2 separate regions of the Sus scrofa genome follow, and region 1 is linked to region 2. A link is a contact called in public HiChIP or PLAC-seq data. All regions are on one chromosome and are shown on one strand. The core of a region is the stretch at or near the end of the contact, and the rest is flanking DNA. Distances in the headings are between cores, read along the strand shown. Region 1 has its middle 33 kb from the start of DAD1. Region 2 holds the start of LRP10 (LDL receptor related protein 10).

The links. HiChIP or PLAC-seq counts read pairs in DNA pulled down with a chosen protein or histone mark.
Region 1: an H3K27ac HiChIP or PLAC-seq map of alveolar macrophages shows a contact between it and region 2. The contact joins the enhancer-like site here to the promoter of LRP10 in region 2. A contact is called at or near these places in 4 of 5 promoter capture datasets (fetal liver, fetal skeletal muscle and liver), 18 of 47 Hi-C or Micro-C datasets (alveolar macrophages, embryonic fibroblasts, epiblast stem cells and 10 more) and 2 of 2 datasets of contacts at active chromatin or transcription factors (alveolar macrophages and skeletal muscle).

The regions. Positions count from the first base shown.
Region 1 is chr7:76,462,780-76,468,244 of Sscrofa11.1, forward strand. No RefSeq gene overlaps it. Among named protein-coding and RNA genes, the nearest start is that of DAD1, 33 kb to the left of the region's middle. Within about 2 kb of position 2,587, at least 47 of the 83 cell types and tissues checked have an H3K27ac peak or open chromatin away from gene starts, as enhancers often do. A contact at or near this core is called in alveolar macrophages, epiblast stem cells, fetal liver and 5 more, where this site is marked.
Region 2 is chr7:76,155,006-76,160,639 of Sscrofa11.1, forward strand. LRP10 (LDL receptor related protein 10) reads right to left here and starts at 3,500. Exons shown (of 7, transcript NM_001143715.1): 1 at 3,302-3,500; 2 at 2,848-2,892; 3 at 2,202-2,337; 4 at 1,077-1,267; 5 at 1-957. The coding sequence starts at 3,329.

The DNA.
Region 1 (5,465 bases), core at 1,337-3,836, 310 kb after region 2:
ATGTCTGTGACCTACACCACAGCTCACGGCAACGTTGGAGTCCCGACCCATTGAGCGAGGCCAGGGATTGAACCTGTGTCCTCATGGATACTAGCTGGATTCGTTTCCACTGCACCACAGCGGGAACTCCGAGGGAAGGAGGCTTCTAACACACCTTGGCAGGGAAAGACCTTTCAGGGACCAGAGTGTATCTAGACATTACTTCCGTAACTCACCGCCATGTGATTGAGTAGCAGGAGTTTGCTTGTGCAGAAAGTATTGCCTCAGGCGATGACTAACATCGACAACATTTACTAAGGGAGTGTCTCCTTAAGCGGACAGGGCTCTGTTTTGCCATTTTACTCTAATCTTAAAGGGCCATCAAGGAGGGACAGAGTCACAGAAGAGGGAAGGGACATCCAAACAGAATGTAAGAAAGCAGTCTTGGGGGCTGGGGGCATTCCTGAGACCCTCATCCGTTCCTGCTCCTTCCTTTATGGTGGCTGCATCTGGGGCCACCTGGGACTTGGGAGTCCACGAGGCTTGGGGGAAAGCCTGAGTTGCCCAGTCTAGTGCTGATGAGGGCCTAGTTCACTGTGATGGCAAGTAAGCCACTTCACCTGTTTCCCCATATGTGAAAGGGGGAGAGAACCTCTGCCTCCTGCTTAGCTTTCCTGTGATTGTGTTTGCTTTGGTTTTGTACAGACATGCCAAATTCTTCATAAAGATTCCAGATAGGGATGTCGCCCCACCCATGCCTCTTGGTAAATCACTGGAATAACTTGGGTTGGCAAGGAGAAGCAAGGACGCCCTAGAGTTAGCTAAAAATAGTGTCTTGCCGTCTCCACTGGAAAGAAGTCCTTGTGCGTGTTAACCCCGTTTCCTCCCATCCAGGCTGAAAGCTTGAAGTGGAGACCACTTACTGACCACTCTCTGAACCACATCTACTTCAATGCGCTTAGGTCCTGCCAAGCTTGTCTCACGTTTATATGCTCTTCCTTTAATAGTTTCTTTTTTTTTCCTTGGCTGAATTTTGTGTGGGTGGTTCAGGGAAAGGGTAGACAAGCGCCCTTTCTGCTTTTCAGTGGGATTTTTGAAAGAATTTGAAAATGAGAGGGCTCTCTTTCCTGGATCCTATTGCTTCTGGAATGGGAGCACGCCCGCATTTCTGAAGCAAACATGAATGGGCTGCCCTCTTCCCAAAAGTGGTGAGCCCCCTGGAACCATGTCGGGTGTTCTGACCTGAGAAGCTGGCTGTCCATGGAAGCTGCCCGCAGAGGGTGGTCTGCCTTCCTGCTTTCAGACCTTGTGTTCTGCCAAGGCTCAAAGGGGGCCATTTTGAAGGCAGAGAGCCCCCCAGAGGGTAGGAAGGGAGAAAGAAAGCGCAAGTTCAGGGATGTTGCAGTGAGAGGAGTCTGGGTGGCTTGGAGTTGACTTTTGTCCGATTACAGCCTTGCCAATGTCTCCTGGTTCTGTAATTTCCCCTCCATCAAGCTCTTTCAGAAGCTGGAAGCTGTGGAGGGGCAACAAAATGCACACGATGGTGTAACCAGAAGCCCCTGACGCCATAATGAAGGGAGAAGTGGCCATTCACTATGTGCAACAGTGATGCACTGGTGGGGCCGGGACCCCTAAGCTCACCTGGGTGCTGGCCTAGTGAGGCAGCGGCCCCACTTTATCTCAGCATGTGGTCCAGCCTGACCCAGCCCCGCTGACCCGCAGGATCTCTGGTTCATCTTTCTGGGCATTCCCTTATATTTGCATTTGAGATTACTGAGCTGAAACTACGTGTGTGTTAATGGGAGCAGTATTTTATTGAGATGTAATTTACATATGCTGAAATGCACAAACTTTAGGCATGCAGTTGGACTCGTTTTGACATGTGTATACACCTGTGTCCATCACCCAAATCAAGATGCAGAACGTTTCTACCACTTGGAAGGTTCCCTCTTGCCCTTTCCAGTCAGTCCTACCCCAGAGGCATCCACTGTTCCATTTCCATCACTGGTGATTAGTTTTGCCTGTTCTTGCCCTTCATCTGTGTGGAGTCATATAGTTGTACAGCGGCTGAGTCCCTGGAGCCTGGCCTGCGTCTGATGCTTGGCATGTATGCACTGTGAGAGGAGCCTTGGATCTTAAACTACCTGGTGAGAGAGCACTGACCGCCATGGGGAAACATGCTGTGGGTAGTGAGTTGCCCCCAGGGCGCAAGATTGGGGGCAGAGTGGATTCTGGCCACCAGCCCAGGCTCCTGGATTCTGAATCCAAATCTCTCACCAGGATCCCAGGGGGCTCATGCAGCCCCTCCCTGGGGACTCCCTTCCAGGGCTATGTATGGGGGAGCCCGGTGATCCTGGACAGGTAGTGCCCCCTGCTGTCTGCGGGGCAGACCCTGCACTCTCTCCTCCTTGGGATGTGACAGGATCACGTGGGCCAGAGACCAGTGCAGTAATAGTCTAATTAAAGGTAGGGGATCGGCTTCTGGAATGAGGTCTCTTTCCTTTTATTTTCCTCTGAAAAAGGTTTTTCCAAGCGACAGGGGCTTTCCTTTCTCAAAATAAACAGATTAAGTAAGAAGAGGCCTCTTTGGTGGAGCGCTGCTGCCCCCACGTGGGTGATTGGGGACACTACCATAGAGCAGGACTCCAAAGCCCGGCGTTGTTGGGGGTCTCAGGTTCCGGTCCTCTTTCTGGGGTTCCCCATCTCCTGGCCGCCTGAATTCTGGTGTCCTTGGTATCTGAGAGGCAGCTGTCCATCAGGGCTATTACCCAGGACTTCAACCTGGACCTGGGGTGTAGTTCTTCACTGGAGAACCAGCCCCAGCAGCTGTGGATGGACAGATATGGCCCCTGGGGAGGATGGGCTGGAGCTAAGCCTCGAGGACCTGGCCTGTATTAAGCAAGAGTTTAATCAAGGGCGATCAAGATTTGATCTTAGGGCTTGCTAGGGCGGCGGGTCTGGGATGGGGGTGCGTCTCTTCAGTGGGGTGTGCAGCACCTCCCCAGCCTGCTCGTGGGTCTCCAGGGCCCCACCAGCCCCTCCCAGCTCCTCCCAGCTCGACGCCTTCCTGTCGCACCTGCGGTCTGGGTGGTGTAACGGCCCAGCCCTCTGGCCCCGGCACGTGGCCTGAGGCGATGCTATCTCTAAGTCGGTATTTTTAACTTTTTTTTCCAGAGGATGTGGCTTCTGTGGGAGAGCTTCAAAGGGTGCCCCATTTGCCCCTCGCGGCCGCCATGACGTCATGGAAATGGGAGGGGCCGTCCCAAGCCCCCAAACACCTGCACGGAAGTGGGAGACTTTTTCCACTTCCTGTCCTACTTCTGGCTACTGACTCAATGTCTGACCTGCTTATTAATTTCAAAATATAGCACTCCCAGTAATACTCAGAGGAAACCTTACTCATGTGTGTCTGGGTGAACAGAGGCCTGAATCCCAGGTGGCCTTACCCAGAGGCAGACACTGGCCGTCGCCTTGGCTACACAGTGTACTTATTAAAGAGGAGCAGCACCCAGTCTCCACGTGGCTTGCTCCCTGCCCCCAGACCCACCCCTTCAGTCCCAAGCTGTCCTTCCTACACATTGCTCCCAGAGGTAGATTGGAGGAGTTTTAAGATGGGACACGTGGGAGTTCCCTTGTGGCCAGCTGGTCAAGGATCTGGTGTTTTCACTACAGTGGCTCTGGTCGCTGCTGTGGTATGGGTTTGATCCCTGGCTTGGAAACTTCCACATGCCCCTGGGCACGGCCAAGATACCAAAGATAGGACACTTGGAGAAAGTGAGATGAACGGTAATGGGACCTTCAGCCCTGGACCTTGGTATGTTCTCTCAGTACCCAGGACATTGACTCCTGAAGCCCTGTGTGTTTTCTCAGAGTAACCATCCTCCAGCTTTTGCTCTTCCTGATGGTTCTTGACCGTTTACTCTTAGCTCTTGGCTAAATCATAAAACTGTGCTCACTGGGCCACCATGCTTATTCATCCCCACTTTCCGTTCTGTAATGTTCTCTTACTTTCTCGCCACAGATATACAGCTTGGCTGCCTCCCCAGTGCCTGATGGCACTAATCACTTATTTGTTCACTTGCCAATTAAGTGTATGTGAAGCATCAGTTGTATGGCAGGCACTCTGCTAGGTGTCAAAGACACACAGATGGACAAGATACACGTCCCATCTCAAGGAGCGCACAGCTGATTTTCTTGCCGAGATGTTACTTGATAAGGTGATAACTGTTAAAGGATTTTACGTGTGACCCCAGGGGAGTTGGACTTTATGGACAAAGGAAGAAAATAAACAATCCTTTAAGACTCAGATGGCTCCTCTCCAGTGGTGGGTCATGGCAGAGGGCTTGCTCTGTTGGAAATGAATATTCCACTTAAGTGTGTCTGAAGCACATACTGGCTTGGCCTGTCCTTCTCTTAACTGGACTGTGGGTCCAGTAGTACTCAGAGGTCAGGTCTCTGCGTGATGTGTCAGAGAGTCCTTTAGAATCTTAGGCCTGAGGTCATAAAAGGCATTTGGTCCATTCTGCCTACAGGGTTGGCTGGTGCATAAGCCTTTTGGGGCAGTAGAGTGTCTATCCAGAGAAATGGGTTTTATAGCTGGCCTTGGTGATACATTCTACCTGGGAGTGGCATGGCTTTCTGTCCTTGAGGCTGGCCCCTACTCATGGGGACTGGGGTTCTTTAGGACTGGGCCTTCTCAAGGACTTGATGACCCTGTCTCCAGTTTTCCTCAGCAGCCTGAACAATGCCTGGTCCCTCACTCCACTGAGGGGGTCTGCCGCAGTGGCCCTCGGCCCAGTGCTGACCCTCCTAGTGGGCATAGGCTCCCTTCCTCAGGCCTCTTCACGAGTCCACTTTAATTCCCTCCCACACCCCCAGCGGGGCCTGGGCCAAACCTGAGAACAGAACGACCAAATATGAGTGGACTCTGCGCCACCCCTCAGCATAACCGCTTGCTCCTTCTCTGCCCTCTGACTGGGCTCTAAATTGGCTTTAACAGCCTCAGACTTGAGAGAAGCTTCTTGCTGGGACTGAGGAAGCCCTGGTTTGGATGGAAACTTCTCAGGGGCAGTGCTGACCCCGCTTTCCAGATAGCCTCCTACTTACCTGAGGCCGTGTCACTCTCTCAGCTTGGGCTGGACCTGGAAGAAGCAGGCCTTACTCCCTCCATGGGTCTGCATGGATCCCTAGACACTCCTGCCCCATCACCTCATAAGTCCTTGGGTGGCCTTAGGGGTCCAGGGACCCTGAAGCCCTGCCATCTGAGGGCCCTGGGCTGGCACAACTCCTCAGGCTTCCAGGGCCTCCTTTAATCCTGGCATCCTCCAAGGTTCTTGGAGGGGGTCTGTCTTTGGCCCCTTCACTGCCTCCCAGGGTCCTTGCTCCCGTCCTCCGTCCTAAGCCCCGTGTTCCCTTCAGCCTCAGCATCTTTGCAGCCAACTCTCAGGAGCAGACCTGGCTCACCAGCCATCCCCACATCCCTTGCC
Region 2 (5,634 bases), core at 2,250-4,749:
GCAAGCCACACACGAGGCTGCCAATGACGGCGGCAGTAATGACTTTGCGGGGCAGGGCATAGGAGCAGTCCCACTCGTCGCTGCCATCAGCACAGTCAGGCTGCCCATCGCACACCCATGTCTCATACACGCACTTCTCATCCCGGCATCGAAAGTTGCCAGGCTGGCAGTGCCGACAGCGTCTCTCGTCTGCTCCATCAGCACAGAAGGTCTGGTAGTTGCAGCGGTCAGCAGGCAGGTAGCAGGCTGTGGCACCAGGGGTGCCGGCAGCCCCACAGGGGTAGTGTCCAGGTGGGCAGCTGGGACAGTTCTCCTCGTCTGTGCCATCGGCACAGTCCCAGGAGCCATCGCAGCGCTGTGCCTCACTGTAGCAGCGCTCGCCCAGGCCCTCACTAGCCCCCAAGCCAGAGCCTAAGCCACATGGTCGGTCCCAAGGCAAGCAGTAGCCCCGCACGTGGTAGGTGGCATTGAAGCCCCGACCACTGCTCCAGGCGACTGTGTGGTAGTCCACGGTGGCCTGGCCAGACAGTGTCTCCACAGTGACAGCCTTGCCATTGCTGAAGTGGGTGAGGCTGCGCAGCAGCCGGAGGGTCTCGGGGGGCCCCGTGCCATCATACACATGCACGGCATCTCCATAGCCCAGGTCCAGGGCTGTGAATCGCACTGCCAGGCGCCGGCCATCATGGGGGTCCAGCAGCCAGAGGCAGGACTGGGGGTGGGAGACTGAGGCCAGGTGTGAGTATCCAAGGGAAGAGAAGACCCCATAGAAGTCTTCCAGGGTGTGATTGCAGGGTGGGGTGGGGACAGGGACTGGGGTCAGTTCAGGGAAGGGATCTGAGCTGCAACCTGCCTCATCAGAGCCATCGCCACAGGCATCAAACCCATCGCAGCGCTGGGCTAAGGGCACACAGCGGTGGTTCAGGCACTGGAACTCTTCCTGCAGGCACATCAGCCAATCTGCAGAGGTACCATGGAGAGGGGCTGTGAAGCACTGGAGCTGGTGGGATTCCCCACCCCCTCCCTGGGGCTTGCACTGCCTCTTCCAGCAGCCCCCTGGACAGCCCTGTCCAGCTCACCTTGGCTGTAGGAGAGCAGGAAGCCCTGGCCCATGGGTGCTCTGGCCCCAGCATAGCTGTAGGTGATGGTGACGTTGCCTCCAGGCAGCTGCAGAGGGCTGGCAGGTGCCTCGCACAGGGAGAGCTGTGGCTGGAAGGGGGAGCTCAGGATTAAGCGCTCTGAGCCACAGGCCAGGTGTAGTTTTTGGAACCTACAGGGGTGAAAGAGAGCAGGATGTAAGGTATTCTTGACCGCTAGTCTTCTTCCTCGATGTTGCCAGGCCCCTTCTAGCCCAAGAAGCACAAACACCCACTTATTCATAATCCAAATAGCCAGATTTAAAAAGTGAGTTAGCCAAATTCCTTTGTAATTAATGGTGATAGCCCTAACAGAGGCCTATGGCACCATGAGACCAGGAATGCATCCTACAGCCCCTTGGAAAAAGTGACTTGAGTTTTGCATGGAGTTAGAACAGATTCATTACTTCCCTGTTGTTGCAGCACTGTCACCCAAGTATGGTGCTGGCAGTAACCACATAGCTTGGTTAACAAGAACTCACCAACCCCTTGCAATGCCCATGGTGAGACCTGAGATCACCATGGTATTCTGATGCCTCTGTTCCACACTCTCTCCTTCGGATTGCCCCTCCCTTCACCGACCTCTTTCTGGGTGAATTCATGGGAAGTGAACTGTGTGAAGCCAAGAGCCAGGTACTTAACATGGGCCCTACCTCACGGCCCAAGGTCGGAGAAGCCCGGGGAGACCTGGACTGTTTAAAAAATCTGGGGAGGCTGAGGAAGGTTCTAAGCTGGTGAAGGAATAGCTTTGAATCCCAGGCAAGGATGTGCAGTGGGTTGAAGGACTCCTCAAAGCAGCTGTATTGGAGCCCAAGGACTGTTTATAGAGTGACTGTTGTCCTTCAGAGACAGCAGGACCCAAGCTAGGTGTCCAGTCCAACCCAGGTCCAATTCACTGTGTCCAGCCCAGAACATGCCAGGCTTTTAGGGCAGATTAGTCCAAATTTAATTTCATTCTTCTCCCAGTTGACAGGGATGGAAATACCATGGAGAAGTGACCCCTGAAGGGTTTTCCACGGTAGAGCAAGAAGGGTGAGGAAAGGAATAGGGTCTTGCCCCGCTTCTCACCTGATGGTTACAGTCTGCTCCTTGCTGCCCAGGATGAGCCAGGTGCAGTTGGCAGGGGAGATGCGGCTGTCCCGGCCCAGGGGCCTCTGTATGGTGCCCTGCACTTCCAAAAGCACTGCTGGGGGGTCCTCACAGGCTGGAGAGAGGAAGGTAAGGACATCAGTTGCGAGCCTCTTACCATGCCACTCCTCCCCAGGCTTCATGCTTCCAAGGGCCTGGGCTCTTCAAGAAGGAGCACAGAAACTCCCCCTTCCCAGCCACACACACTCTGGAGGCAGAGTCGTCAGTGGGCTCCCCTTCTCACCACACTCATCGTTGTTCCACCTTAGGTATCAACACCACAAACAAAATGAGGTCTGCTTTGTGCCAACCACTGGGCCAGGAGGAACGGGAAATACGATCTCTATCCTCAAGGAGATTACATTTGGGCGAGGCGAATCAAGGATGGATATTGGGGGGGCAAATAGTACATAACTACCAAGTGAGGGCCCACGCTGGGTTTCAGTTTCTGTCTGTAAAACAGAGGATGGCTGATCTCCACTCGAAAACTATGGAAGGTACCAGAGGAAGTCAAGGAAGAGAGTCTTTCTCTAGGGTGCTCTCTCATTACCAAGCCCATGGGACCCCAGAGGCATCCTCTACTCACCATGATTTGGGAAAAGGATCCGGTCTTGGTGGGCCAGAGCGCCTCCTAGAGGAAGAGCGAGAAAGGGCAAGAGTCACACTTCGGAGTTTTCTCCACCTGAGCTTCTCAAGGAGGAAAGGGAACCATCGGCGGCTTCCGGGTAGTTTACGAGAAGGGTGGTGGAACAGGGGGAGGCAGCGGTGTGTGACCTCAAAGGAAGGTCCTCCAGTGCGGCTTGTAGGATGGGTACGGTGATCTAAGGAAGCCAGAGCGAGTATGAGGGCCGAGGGGAGCGGCTGTAGATTTCCCGAGGGTTGGGGCAGGCAGCGACCAAGGCGACGGCAGGGGCCGCGGGGCAGGGGAGGACAGGGTAGGGGTGAGAGGCCCCATAGGGGGAAGGGAGCTAGAGGACCTGGGCGCGGTGACAGCCCTGGGAGCGGGGTCCCGGGCGAGTAGCCTCGTTTCGATTTCTTACCCAGGAGGAGAAGGATGGCCGGCAGCATCGTGAGCCGTCCCGAGGCGCAGGAAGAGTCCCGGAGCTTCGATCGTCTACCCAGTGGGGAGGCGGCGCCACTCCGGGTATCCTGGCTCCTCAGTGCCGCCTCCCCGAGGGGGCTCCATGGCCCAGACTCCTCGACCGAGGCTCCGGATGCCAGGGCTGGGGGCTGGTGGGGGGCGGCGGCGGCCCGGGAACCGGGGCGGTGCCTCTCGCCAACTTTGGAGTTGTTCTCCCCGGCCGCCGCAGCGCTCTCTCCAGAGGCTGACCCCCGAAGCCCAGGGAGTTGGCTCGAAGTCCAGCGCTGGGGCGCGCCCTCGCCTAGAGCCCGCCCGCAGGCCGCGAACGTCCGGGTCCAGGCCTGGCCGCCACCTGCCGAGGCTTGAGGCCACTTCCTCTTCGGGCCAAACTTTGCCGACTGTCAGCGCCCAGAGCCGGCCCGGGCGCTGCCCAACTTCTCCAGCGCCTCCAGCCCCGGAACGCGGGTAGAGGAGCTGGGGAGGAGGGGACTGGCGACTCGGCCCAGCGCTCGAGCCCTCGCCCTGGCTGTACCCCAGCCAGCCCAGGGGTTGGAGGAACCCGGGTGGAGGAGGGGGAGGGTGACGAGCCTGGCCCCACCCCTGCCAATCAACGCTTACCACGCCCACCTTCCCATCTTAACCCCTTTCAGGTCCTACCGCGCCTTGTCCCTCGGGCTCTCAGGGCGCTCAGCCTCCACTTGTAACTCTGCTTTGTTTAGTACTTCCCGTGTAACACATGGGTTACAGGACACATTTGTCAGAAGACAATTGCATATTCCATAATTGTTATGTCTTTCCTTTGGCTCCTTAAGCTCTCAGTACTTTTCTTGTCCCGGTGTCTGACATCCGGTAACACTTTTTGTCGTGAGCCTCTATTACAGCAATTACTACCCGGTGTTATAAATATTTGTTTACTCGTCTTTCCCGCCCCCGCCCCGCCCCTTCTGTGGAAACTGAAACTTCCTGTAGGTTGAGGCCTAGACTGTTTACCTTTGCACCCACAAGGCTTCTCTCCTGCTGAGACACAGTAACTCAATAAACGAATAATTGTACCTTGGCTATTTGCAGGCTATGTGACCTTGAGAAAATCATTTCACCTCTCTGTGCATTAACTCTGTTAAATGGAGTTAATAATGGCACAATACTTCTTAAGGTTGTTGTCATCATTTAGGGAGATGATGTAAGTTGAGCATCTAGGAAGTGCTTCATACCTGCTTACAATGATTATTATTAGTTACAGGAGTTATTTCTGATTTAGGTGGGCTTGGGGTTACCGATTCCCTGTGGCACTTATAGGTAATAATAGTAAACAACAATAATAGCAAATACTTTTTGAGCTTTTTTTCACATTTCAGGCATAAATCTAAGCACTTTTCAAATATTTGCTCTTTTACTTCTCTCCACCATCTTGTGAGGTAGTTATTATTGTTACTCACATGTTACAGATAGGGAAACTTAGGCACAGAGAAGTTTAGTATTGCCCAAGATCATGGATCTAGTAAATGTTGAAACAGAGAGAGCTAGAGAACCTGGGTGATCTGACTCTGGACAGAGTTCATTCAGAGCCTTACCACTCTCTCCTCTCTACAAACAGTTTTCTGTTCATGACATTTGTTGTTGCCATCAGTTTTGATGTGTTCAAAACTGGGATCTCAGCAGGGCCATAGACTTGGCCATAAAAAGGCTCTTCTTTCACTTGGCCCTCAGTCCCATGCCAAGGAAACTTGGTTCCTGGGTCTCTATGCTTCCTACTGCAGCCCTTGAGATTGACGAGAGGAGAAACAGAACCCTAAATATGGGAGGAGAATGTTGAATAAAGGAAGTAGGACAAAGAGGTTGGGGAAATTAAAAATATTTACGTCCCGAAAGCAATCATGGAGTTTTTAGTTGAGTGGTGGCTGAATCCTCTATGCTGTGTACTGGGACTTGGAGAATGCCTGGAACTCTTAAGACTTCATTTTAGCTTCAAGGAGCTTACAGTCTAGTTGGAAAAAGAGGTTAGATACATAAATTTAAAAAGTCAGGCAGGAGTTCCTGTCATGGCTCAGTGGTTAACGAATCTGACTAGGAACCATGAAGTTGCAGTTTTGATCCCTGGCCTTGCTCAGTGGGTTAAGGATCTGGCGTTGCCATGAGCTGTGGTGTAGGTCATAGACTCGGCTCGGATTTGGCGTTGCTGTGGCCCTGGTGTAGGCTGGCCGCTGCAGTACCAATTAGACCCCTAGCCTAGAAACCTCCATATGCCGAGGTTGCGGCCCTAGAAAAGACAAAAAGACAAAATAAATAAATAAA